Regions from separate parts of the Zea mays genome. Here all the other regions are linked to region 2. A link is a contact called in public Hi-C data. All regions are on one chromosome and are shown on one strand. Each heading gives the region's core, a stretch centred on a gene start, on an enhancer-like site or on the middle of the called end of the contact. The rest is flanking DNA. Distances are from core to core; before and after follow the strand shown. Region 1 holds the start of LOC100281342. Region 2 holds the start of LOC103654870 (Uncharacterized conserved protein UCP015417 vWA). Region 3 holds the start of LOC100273072.

Region 1 (3,393 bases), core at 66-2,565, 210 kb before region 2:
TCCTCGTCTCCTGTTCGGCCGACCATTGCCGCGTGCGTGCGAAGACACCCTGAGCCCTGAGGCGAGAATCTCGTGTCACGCCGCTCGATCCGATCCGTCTGCGGTCCGTCAGTCCTTGGTCGGCGACAGCTCGAGGATCCGGCCGGACAGCGCGGACACGAGCGCCGCCTTGAAGCTGGGGTCCCGCGCCAGCGTCACCGCCATCTGCTCCGCCAGGTTCCGCCGGACCATCTCCGACGCCGCCGCGGCCGCAGTCACCGCGACAGCAGCCTCCTGGCGGCGCGGCGGCGACGGCGGCTTCGCGGCGTTCTTGCTGCTGGCGCCCGAACCCGAGCCCGAGCCCGAGGGGGGCGGGCCGTGGGTGTGGTCGCCCTCGTACGTGGCCACGAGGACGGAGGCGTCGTGGGCGCTGCGCTGCACCTTCTTCTTGACGGGGCAGGCCGGGGCGAAGGAGCAGCGGAAGTAGGCCCGCGGGCAGGGGTTGTCCTTGGTCACCTTCTGCCCGTACTTGCGCCACTGGTACCCGTCCCTCACCGCCAGGCTCAGGTCGGCCGGGTCGGCGCGCACGTACAGCTTCGACACCCTGGGCCTGCACTCCTCCTCCTCCTCCACCTCCTCCGCCCGGTCACGCACGACGCGCTTGCACGGCGGCTCGCCGCCGGAGGTGCACTCCGACAGGTCCGCCGCCGCGTGCTGCTGGTGAAGGCGCTGCACCGGCGCCGTGTCCGCGCTCTCGCTCTTGCGCTTCCGCGACGGCGACACGGACCCGCCCTCCGACGCGGACGACGCGGCCACCATCTCCGTGTGCTGGCTGCGCAGCGCCTCGTACTTGGAGACCACCGCGGCCAGCGCCTCCGCCAGGCGCCGGTTCTCCTCGCTCATCCGCCGTAGCTCCGACTCGAGAGCGGCCGCCACCTGGATCGTCATCGAATGAAGGAAAACAATCCGTTAGACTCTTTGGCTCGTCGTCGATCGTCACCAACTGAGCAAGACCCATAAGAGTATGCGTATACCTCTGGTTCTTTCTTGGGAGGCAGCAGGAAGTTCTCCTCGACGAGCACCTTGGGCCTGGCCAAGGCGACGGCCACCGGCGCCTGGTGGAGGCTGAGCGGCGGCAGGCCGACGCGCAGGTCAAGGCTCAGAGAAGGCTGGCTGCTGATCCATGGATCCATCTGCTGGCGCCCCCACTTATTCCCTTTCCCCTCGATGTCGATCCGTCCGAGCTAGGCCGGAGTGAAGACGCGCTTGAGAGCGAGAGGAGGAGGAAGAAGAGGAGCAGGAGAGTAGGGATGTTTGAGCTGAGCGCTCGGGTGGCGACGTCCCGGGACGTACGGGGCGTGATTATATAGAGAGCGGGGACTGGAGGAAGGACCATGGTAATATCGTCTGGTGGTCCGTCCGTCCGGGCGGTCTCGTCTCACTCTCAGACCCTCAGCAGCGGGAAGAAGAAAAAGAAGCTTCCGCCGCCTCCCAGCGCACGTCGCCATCATCACCCACTCCACTCGCAGTCTCGCACACGCGCTCGATCGTCCTTGGCGATTCAGCAGCTGAGCTGGGGAGACCGCATAAACAAACGAGGGGGGGACGTGGATTTCGCGCACGCGAATGTGATGTGGGATTTGGGATTATGTGCGAAGACCTGGCGACTGGGCCCGCCCGGTCGGAGGAGAAAGAAGGGCCGTGGAGGTTGCCGGCCGCTGGACCAGAAGGAGACGTGACTGACTGACGCCGACGCCGACATCTCTCTACTGAAATTTTTAATAGTCGTACGCCTATATTTGCCACGAGTGGCTGACTGACTGTGGGAACCTTTGGCCATTGAGAGCGCGGGCCAAAATAGAGATGCCGGCCTGCGGATGGACCGAGGATGATGACGACGGCGGTCGCCCATTCTCGGTCGCCGGGTTGGATTGGATGGTGGTGCCTGGCTGCAGGCTGGCTGGCTGGCTGGCTCCCCAAGTCAAGAAAAATAGAAAATCCACCACCACGTGCTTAGGACATGCACACTCCGGCCCTGTTTGGCACTGTAGCTTTCAAATACTACAGTATATCAAAACCATAGTATACAAGATGTCGTGACAGAAAACCACAGTTTTAGCAAAACAGTAGTAAAAACGTAGTATTTCTTAATACATAGCTATGTTTGGTAGCACAGTTTTTGGCTTGTTTAAATTCAACCATCAGCTCGACATGATTGGTAGCACAGTTTAAATTCAAATAGCAGTTACCATCGGCTAGAGAAGTTCAAAATAAAATTAGTCCATCGAATACATGATGCAGCAACCATCAACCGACAAAACATTCTAGCAAATACAAGATAATCAACCAATGGTTAGATGGAAATCATTCTCAGTTTTGTCCTCCTTCCCAACTCCTTGCCAGCTTGATTCTGCCATGAATAGACATGAATAGAGAGGAGAATGAACAGGTACTTACCAGTTCTATCCTCCTTCCCAGCTCCTCGCATGTGGTGCTGGCTCAATGGACCACTGCACAAGCGAGAAGGGTGGCAGAGAGATCCAGGGGAAGAGAACCTAGGGAGGGGTGGCCTGGAGGAGATGAATCTGGGCAGCCGGCAGGAGAAAGAGCTGGGGGCGGCGGGAGTGCGTTAGAAGAGTTGGGTGATGGCGGGAGAAAAATATTGGCGGGTATGAAAATAGCGCGAGTCGATCGGGTTGCGACGGGGGAAAACACGCGCCGAATAGAAAACTTGGGTCCGAACATCTGTATCAAATACTCCAAAAATACTGTGGTTTTGGTTAAACCATAGTATTAAAAACTCTGTTTTCTAATGATCTCTCAAACAGCTTCTAGTCTAGAATACCGTAGTATTAGCCGATACTATGGTATTTCTCAAAAACCATGAAAAAACTTTACTTCCAAACGGGGCCTCCTATTTTTAATACCGGATCTCTAGAGAGTTACTAGTATTTGAAAGAGAGAGAGAGAAAAAATACAAGCGACAACTTTTTCGTAAAGAGTATCTTCACACGACTTACTATACATATGATGTACTATACAGTATCTGAATGAGCTTCGTAAACTCTAGATTTATTAGAAATAACTTCACTCCATAAAAAAAAGGTTAAGAACTTAATTAGCTCCACGGAATTTAAATTAATGGAAACCGTGTCTATAGATAGATAGAGAATATATTCATTGACGCGTGCGTCTAGTGGATTATACTACGTACACGTGAAGCGCGTGTGGTCCCCCGCTGGCTTCCTCTCCGCTCCGGGGTCGCCTCTGCCTGGGTACTGATGAGCACCCACGTGTCGAGCGACGACGGGGGCCGGCGCAAGGCGACACCACGGCAGCAGCAGGTCAGGTTCCGGCCGCCGGGGCCCCCCTCCTCCCTTTTGACGCCGCACTCGCTCGCCGGCCTCGTCAAAG
Region 2 (3,340 bases), core at 773-3,272:
AAGCAAACCTGTGAGGCGGAGCGGTCGATCAAGCCACTACCGAGCAACTCAGCAAAGCGTAGGCCCCGATCCAATACTACGGACCCACGTTAGCCACACGTATCGTCACCAACCCACGTCCAAAAGCACGTGCAGCATACCAGAGGGGCGCTGAGAAATCCCTATCAACAGGACGGTACAGCCCCGCATACGGTCTCAAGTGGACCTCCGCTGCCTCATGGGGCCAGTCAACCCCAGTCATGAGGGACCTTAGCACCATAGTCTCTATAGTAACCCATATACCAGTAAGGACGGGACGATATACTACTGGGTGTATGCCTACACATGTAGCAAGGTGACATAAGGCTTATGATGGAAGACGATGCTACACCACGCACGACCCTGAAGCACACCACAAGTCTACCCTGTGGGGCCCGCCAAGTGCCACTACGTCAACATCAAACTCACTACAGGGACCCGTATACTGGACGGATGAAGCGATACACCATACCGAGAGTATGGCTACGCACGACTCTACGGACGACGTCAAAAGAACTATGCCACCCAAGGACAACGAGCCATGCTCTCATCAATATAATACAAGTCCCCACTGTAAGGTACTACTCTTGAGCTATAAAAGGGCAGGACCCCCTCCTTCTCACGCACGCACCAGCTGCAACACAGTCCTCAAGCAATACTACAATCAATGCTACACTGGACTAGGACGCAAGCCTCAACCAGTATAATTCTCTGTCTCAAACGTCCCAGCGATTCACCATTCGAAGTGAGTTCCATGCTAGCATCCCCCACTGAACACAAATTCTATTGTCCCCCGGTTTTCGAAACCACAAAAGTATTGTTGAAGCTTCAACCATACGCTCAGAATTTCAAAGTGATGGCTCGGATTGGTTTGGGTGCTTACCATTTGGACTTCCTTGCTGATGCCCAAGTTCACTCGGCGTTTCATGTCTCCCAATTAAAGCCTTTTCATCTGAGGTATACATCTGTGTTCATAACTCTCCCCAAGTTGGCTAACCTCTCTCGTACGGATGTGTTTCCTAAAGCTATTTTGGATCATCGGTTGGTACGTAAGGGTCATCGGGCTGTTCCCCAGGTATTGATCAAGTGGACAGAGAATCTAGTGGAGTCAGCTACGTGGGAGGACTATTATTTGGTGAAGGCTTGGTTTCCATCTGCTCTCGCTCGGGGACAAGCGGATTCTTTGGTCGGGGGACCTATCACCAATGGCAGCAGAGACAGTGTTGCGGACCAGGAAGAGGGTGCCGGAGTTAATGGCGGAGCCTGGGAGCATGTGCGTGAATATTTGTATTCAAGGGAGTGGGCCGATGGGTGCGTGGGTCGTGTTGGGCTGTTGAGTGGGCCACGGGTGTAAATGTGGCGTTGTAAGTGTTTGGAGACGGAAGCCAGAAAATAAATAACAGAATATGGTTATCATAACCTATGGTTATCATAACTAACTCACCTCACGTCGTTCCTTGTGTTAGTGACGGTGTGTCCAGGTCCGATTGCAATCGGTCGTTGGAGGCTATCAGCCATTAGGCTATCTTTACCAATTTATCTATCCTCGTTCCTATATTTAAACTTAAATCTATGAACAATAAAATCTACAATGTAAAATAACCGTGTTAGGGCTTGTTCGGTTAGCTCTTAATCCATGTGGATTGAGTGGGTTTAAATTCCAAACATGTTAAACGCTTCTTTATTTTTTCTAATCCCATCTAATCTATAGGTAACAGGATTAACCAAACAAAGCCTTAGACCTTGTTCGGTTAATCCCGTTACCTATGGATTGGATGGGATTTGAAAAAATTAAGAAAAAGTTTGACTTAGTTAGAATTTAAACACATTAAATTCCACTCAATCCATGTGAATTGGGAGCTAACCGAATAAGCCCTTATTTTTTGGTGAGACAACAAAAAATAAGGAAAGAAAAAGTTTCCCGATGGACACGATATACGCACAAGTCGGTTCATCGATCTCACCGACCCAAACCATCCTTGGCTGCCAAGAAACCTCAGCCCCATATACTGTCCTGTCTCTTCAGTCTTCAGTTCACCACCAGCAGCCCTCAGAACATCCGATTACCCGAAGGCCCCCCTCAGTCCCCCTCAGCCCGCAGTAGCCGTACACCTCCCAGTTCCGCGGCCCAAGCTCTGCTCAAGCCGATCGAGCGAGGCTAAGGCCCAGATCCTACGATGGCGATCACCGTGGGAATTGCCGACGCCCCTTACATCCTCGTGGGCCCACCCGAGGCTCGCCAGAGCCACTCCGCCGCCCTGGCCACTGGGGCCGCGCTAGCGCCGACGCGGGAGGAGTTCCCAGACCTGACGGACGCGTTCTCCAACGAGTTCGCCGCGCTCGCGGCGGCGGCGGGGCCGGGCGGGAAGGCGCTCACCGAGAACTTCTCCCCCACGTTCGTGTCCTCGGGGGACCCCTGCCTCGACTTCTTCTTCCACGTGGTGCCCGGCACGCCGGCCGCCTCCGTGGAGTCGCTCCTGGGCGCCGCCTGGGCGGCCGACCCGGACACCGCGCTCCGCCTCGTGGCCAACCTCCGCGGCGTGCGCGGGAGCGGCAAGTCCGACCGCGAGGGCTTCTACGCCTCCGCGCTCTGGCTCCACGCGCGGCATCCGCGCACGCTGGCCCAAAACGCCGCCTCCCTCGCCGATTTCGGCTACCTCAAGGACCTCCCCGAGCTGCTCCACCGCATCGTGCACGGCGGGGTGTCCACCAGGACCCCAGGCAAGAAGGCACGCCTAACCACCAAGTGCAGCCGAGGCCGGGGCCGCCGCGTCTGCTTCGGCAACCGTACGCGTTGCAGCCGCGCGGAACGGGCCGCCACGCGCGTCGGCTCAACGGAGGAGCGCGTCGCGGCCAGCCTGGAGCGCGACCGGGGACTCGCGGCCGCGGCCGTGGTGGCGCGCCGGACCAGGAGAGCGGAGGCCGCTGCGAGGGCGGTCGAGATGTACAGTAACGACCCCGCCTACCGGTTCCTGCACGACCGCACGGCCGACCTCTTCGCGGGGCTCATCGCGGAGGACATGCGCAAGCTCGCGGCCGGCAAGGTCCGGGAGTTCTCTCTCGCCGCCAAGTGGTGCCCGTCGCTGGACTCCTCCTACGACCACTCCACGCTCATCTGTGAGGCCGTCGCGCGTCGCCTCTTCCCCAAGGGCTCCGCGCCCGAGCTCGCCGCGGACCTCGCGGACGAGCACTACGCGTACCGCGCGCGCGAGCGGCTCCGCAGGGTGGCGCTCGTGCCGCTCCGCCGCGCGCTCAAGCTCCCCGAGGTCTTCATCTCGGCGCGCGCGTGGGAGTCGGTTAGGTACACCCGCGTCGCCTCCGT
Region 3 (3,187 bases), core at 250-2,749, 170 kb before region 2:
ATCTGCTCTCTTTCCACTCCCTTGCTGCCACCACCACAAGCCGCCACCTCTCATGTGCCATCTCTTCCTCCATCTCTACTGCCACAACCACAAAAATGTCTCTGGCCAATGTGAGCCACGCTGCAAAGAGGCAGTGCAGACGGATCTAGGTGAGTAGGTGACTCCACGGCCACGAGAGAGAAAGAGGTCCGATGAGTGGGCCTATTGCCACATGTCATCCATGTCAGCAAAACCACCATTGAAACCAGCTCAATGACCAAACATGAATGGCTTTCATTGTTCAATGGCAAAAGATTTCTGGTATCAGAGTTAAATGGACAAAAAATGGACTTCTCCCATAAATATATACATAATGAATTGTCCAAAAAATGAAATTAGAGTGTTATTTTTAGTTCTAGATAATATTAGGAACAGAACCTTAACAATAACAGCGGAAACAAGATGGTCAGTCAACTACTTACTTTCGATGGCGCTTCATCGCCATTCTCATCTTTATCCTTCTTCCCTCCAAATAAACTGTACACTCGGAAAGATCTATAACTAGCTCTCTTCCTTGCGGAACACGGCAAACAGAAAGTGCCTTCTATGTTTATTCTATTACCTGAACAACAGTCAAGAGTGGGCACAAGATGTTCAGATGTTACCCAATCCAACATCAAACTATCAGCAAGTATGCACTGGTGACTCAGTACAAAAGAATGTCAGTCTAGAATAAGTGCGCAAGAGTCCATTTTATAGAAGTTTGGTTCAAGTGTTCAACAAAGCAACAAGAGTCCATAGTCAATCTAAAAACCTAGAGTAATTTTCTCATGCTCGTAATTGTTCATCAGCAGGTCCAGCTGAGTAATCGTTCCAAGATAAACAGTTCTGACTCGAGCTCAACGGCTCCAAGCCAGGCAGCCGGCTACCATCAGTGATAGCTGCTCACAAGTCCCAACGAAACCAAACCGCGCCTGATGCTCCCGCACGGGACCCCGGTCGACGCCCTACCTCCAATGGAACTCTACCCCAAATCAGACACTCAGCACATGGATAATGCGCTGTCCAGCCGTTGGGGAGGAACCGATTCCAGATTTCTCACTTACTCCCGCCTCCAAATCGTAAACCGAGGAAGAACCGACCAAAATGGGGCCGTAAAAGCTGGAGCTTCGGGACTTACGGGTAGGGTTCGACGCGAGCGGAGTCGAGAAGGCGGAGCGGAAGGCCACCGGAGCGAGAGCTGCGGAGGGAGCCATCAGGGCGACGGGGAAAGGGAGGCGAGGCCACCGCCCACCAGAGACGAGGGAGAGGGTAGACAGGGAGTGGAAATGGACTTGATTTGAAGGAAAGGAGGACGGACGACTGGTTTGATTGATACCAGGCAGCGGTGGCCGTGCGGGAAGCTTGCGGGTGGGCTCGTGGCGGGGCTGCCGGAGGGGCGGCGGTGGGCGCGGATGGGGAAGGAGGAGCAGGCGCGGCAACAGGGCATGAGATGAGATCAATGGGTATTTCCCTCTGGCGGATAGAGAAGGGATAAGGAGTGAGAGAGAGCATAGCAGCTCACCACTAATTCATTCACAAAACAATGGCAGGTGGTCCCCAATACTGTTTCTTCGGATCAATCAACCCTAACAAAAATATGCGGATCACCAATAATTCATCTCTAATAAAGATAGGTGCATTTGTTGTCAGCCAAAAAGGCTATATTTTTTTTTCCCTCCGTTCGTTCTTTTCCTCCCACGCGGTCGTCTCTCACTCTCTCCCATGCGATTGTGCTCTCCATCCCTTTCCTGTGACTGGGCTGCGGCTTCTGCTCTGGCTCCGACGCCGTTTCCTCGGATAATCATGTGCGTGATGTGTGCCTAGCTTACAAAATAAAAGACTGAATGCAGTTGAGGGGTACAGCATGGCTCATTGTTAGTGAGTTGTGGCAGTCAATGACGATGCAAGTTCAAATCCAAAACAAAAGAAATGATGCTATCAAATACGCAGGTGTCCTTCCTGCTGGGCCTTCTTACACACCAGAAGACCGCCTGCTGTTAGCACGCCATCAGTTGAAGTGGATAAACCATACTCTGACTGACTGAAGACGCCTTCGATGACTGGCAACCTTCCTCTCAATCTCATCCGAGTTTCGCAGACCCTGCTCCTCAAGAGATTCACGGTACTGCATGACAGAAATTTCAATCTGTCTTCAACTTCTGTCTGCAGAGAAGAATGCGTTGGAGTTAGCAATAATAAGGGAATGTTTAGAAGAGTCTTCAGAGCTTCAGCGGTAATCCTTCCAGTGATACAAGTCATTGAAGCTCTCCATACCATAACATCTGCCAAAGAAGCTTCAAACTTCGTTCGGAATGCAGATGCGTTCTTCACAGGAGCGCTACTGTTATGAAGAATGTCAGACACCTTTGTTGCATAAGCCGAGCAACCTTTGTTGGAGTCCAGGTCTCCTTGAGTGTCAAGGATTCTGTAAGAACCTCAACAATCTGATATACAAGACAATGAACAATGAGTATTCATGCAATGGGAATTACAGAAGAGACATCATGTGGAATTTAAAACACCAGAACACAGTAGATTTGTCTTCACAAGGGTTGTCTTCCAAACAAATCAGATATTATGTGCCGCAGTAGATTTGTCTTCACAAGAGACCTCTTATAAAATAAATCAGATATTATCAGTCAACACAAGGGTTGTCTTCCGAACACCCAGTCAGTCAACTACGAGTCTGTGGCACATGAATCCATTAACTACAAATTACATAGGCTCATTGTTGCTGACACATAATCAGTAAGCTATTAACTGGTCTCAATGTGGGTGGTGACTGGGTGTATAGATAAAAAAAATAGTGTTCTAATATTACAATATCACAAGAGCACAAACATTTTTCGTACTTAATTGAAATTTTATGGATGTAATAAATTGTGACTTGGTTCTCAAAAAAAAATATTCCAGTCATAATATGGTCATAGATATAAAGTTCTATTGATCAAGAAAAACATATATACATACACGCAGAAGTTCCAAGAAACTAAACTAAGTAACGCCTTATTCGACAACTTAACAAGTTCTCCTTGTGCAACGGACACAATGGACATCATAGTGTTGTGTGCTTGTTATCTTTGGTAGCAGAAATGAAGCACAATACTTTTGATAGTCTAACTTCAACTAAGAATAGCAAATATGCGCTGTCACCGCTCCAGATCGC

What was found. A called contact is a pair of places that touch in the nucleus more often than the background predicts.
Region 1: a Hi-C map of leaf shows a contact between it and region 2, with 6 times the contacts expected there. The contact joins the promoter of LOC100281342 here to the promoter of LOC103654870 in region 2. A contact is called at or near these places in 2 of 25 Hi-C or Micro-C datasets (bundle sheath and leaf).
Region 3: a Hi-C map of ear shows a contact between it and region 2, with 4 times the contacts expected there. The contact joins the promoter of LOC100273072 here to the promoter of LOC103654870 in region 2. A contact is called at or near these places in 5 of 25 Hi-C or Micro-C datasets (ear, leaf, root tip and 2 more) and 1 of 3 datasets of contacts at active chromatin or transcription factors (leaf).

Annotation. Positions count from the first base shown.
Region 1 is chr4:243,664,795-243,668,187 of Zm-B73-REFERENCE-NAM-5.0, reverse strand. LOC100281342 reads right to left here and starts at 1,315. Exons shown (of 2, transcript NM_001154260.2): 1 at 1,014-1,315; 2 at 1-915. The coding sequence starts at 1,172. The coding sequence ends at 109.
Region 2 is chr4:243,459,822-243,463,161 of Zm-B73-REFERENCE-NAM-5.0, reverse strand. It overlaps LOC103654870 (Uncharacterized conserved protein UCP015417 vWA), which reads left to right and starts at 2,022. Exons shown (of 1, transcript XM_008681688.4): 1 at 2,022-3,340. The coding sequence starts at 2,196.
Region 3 is chr4:243,627,346-243,630,532 of Zm-B73-REFERENCE-NAM-5.0, reverse strand. It overlaps LOC100273072, which reads right to left and starts at 1,499. Exons shown (of 7, transcript NM_001360163.1): 1 at 1,160-1,499; 2 at 462-601. The coding sequence starts at 1,235.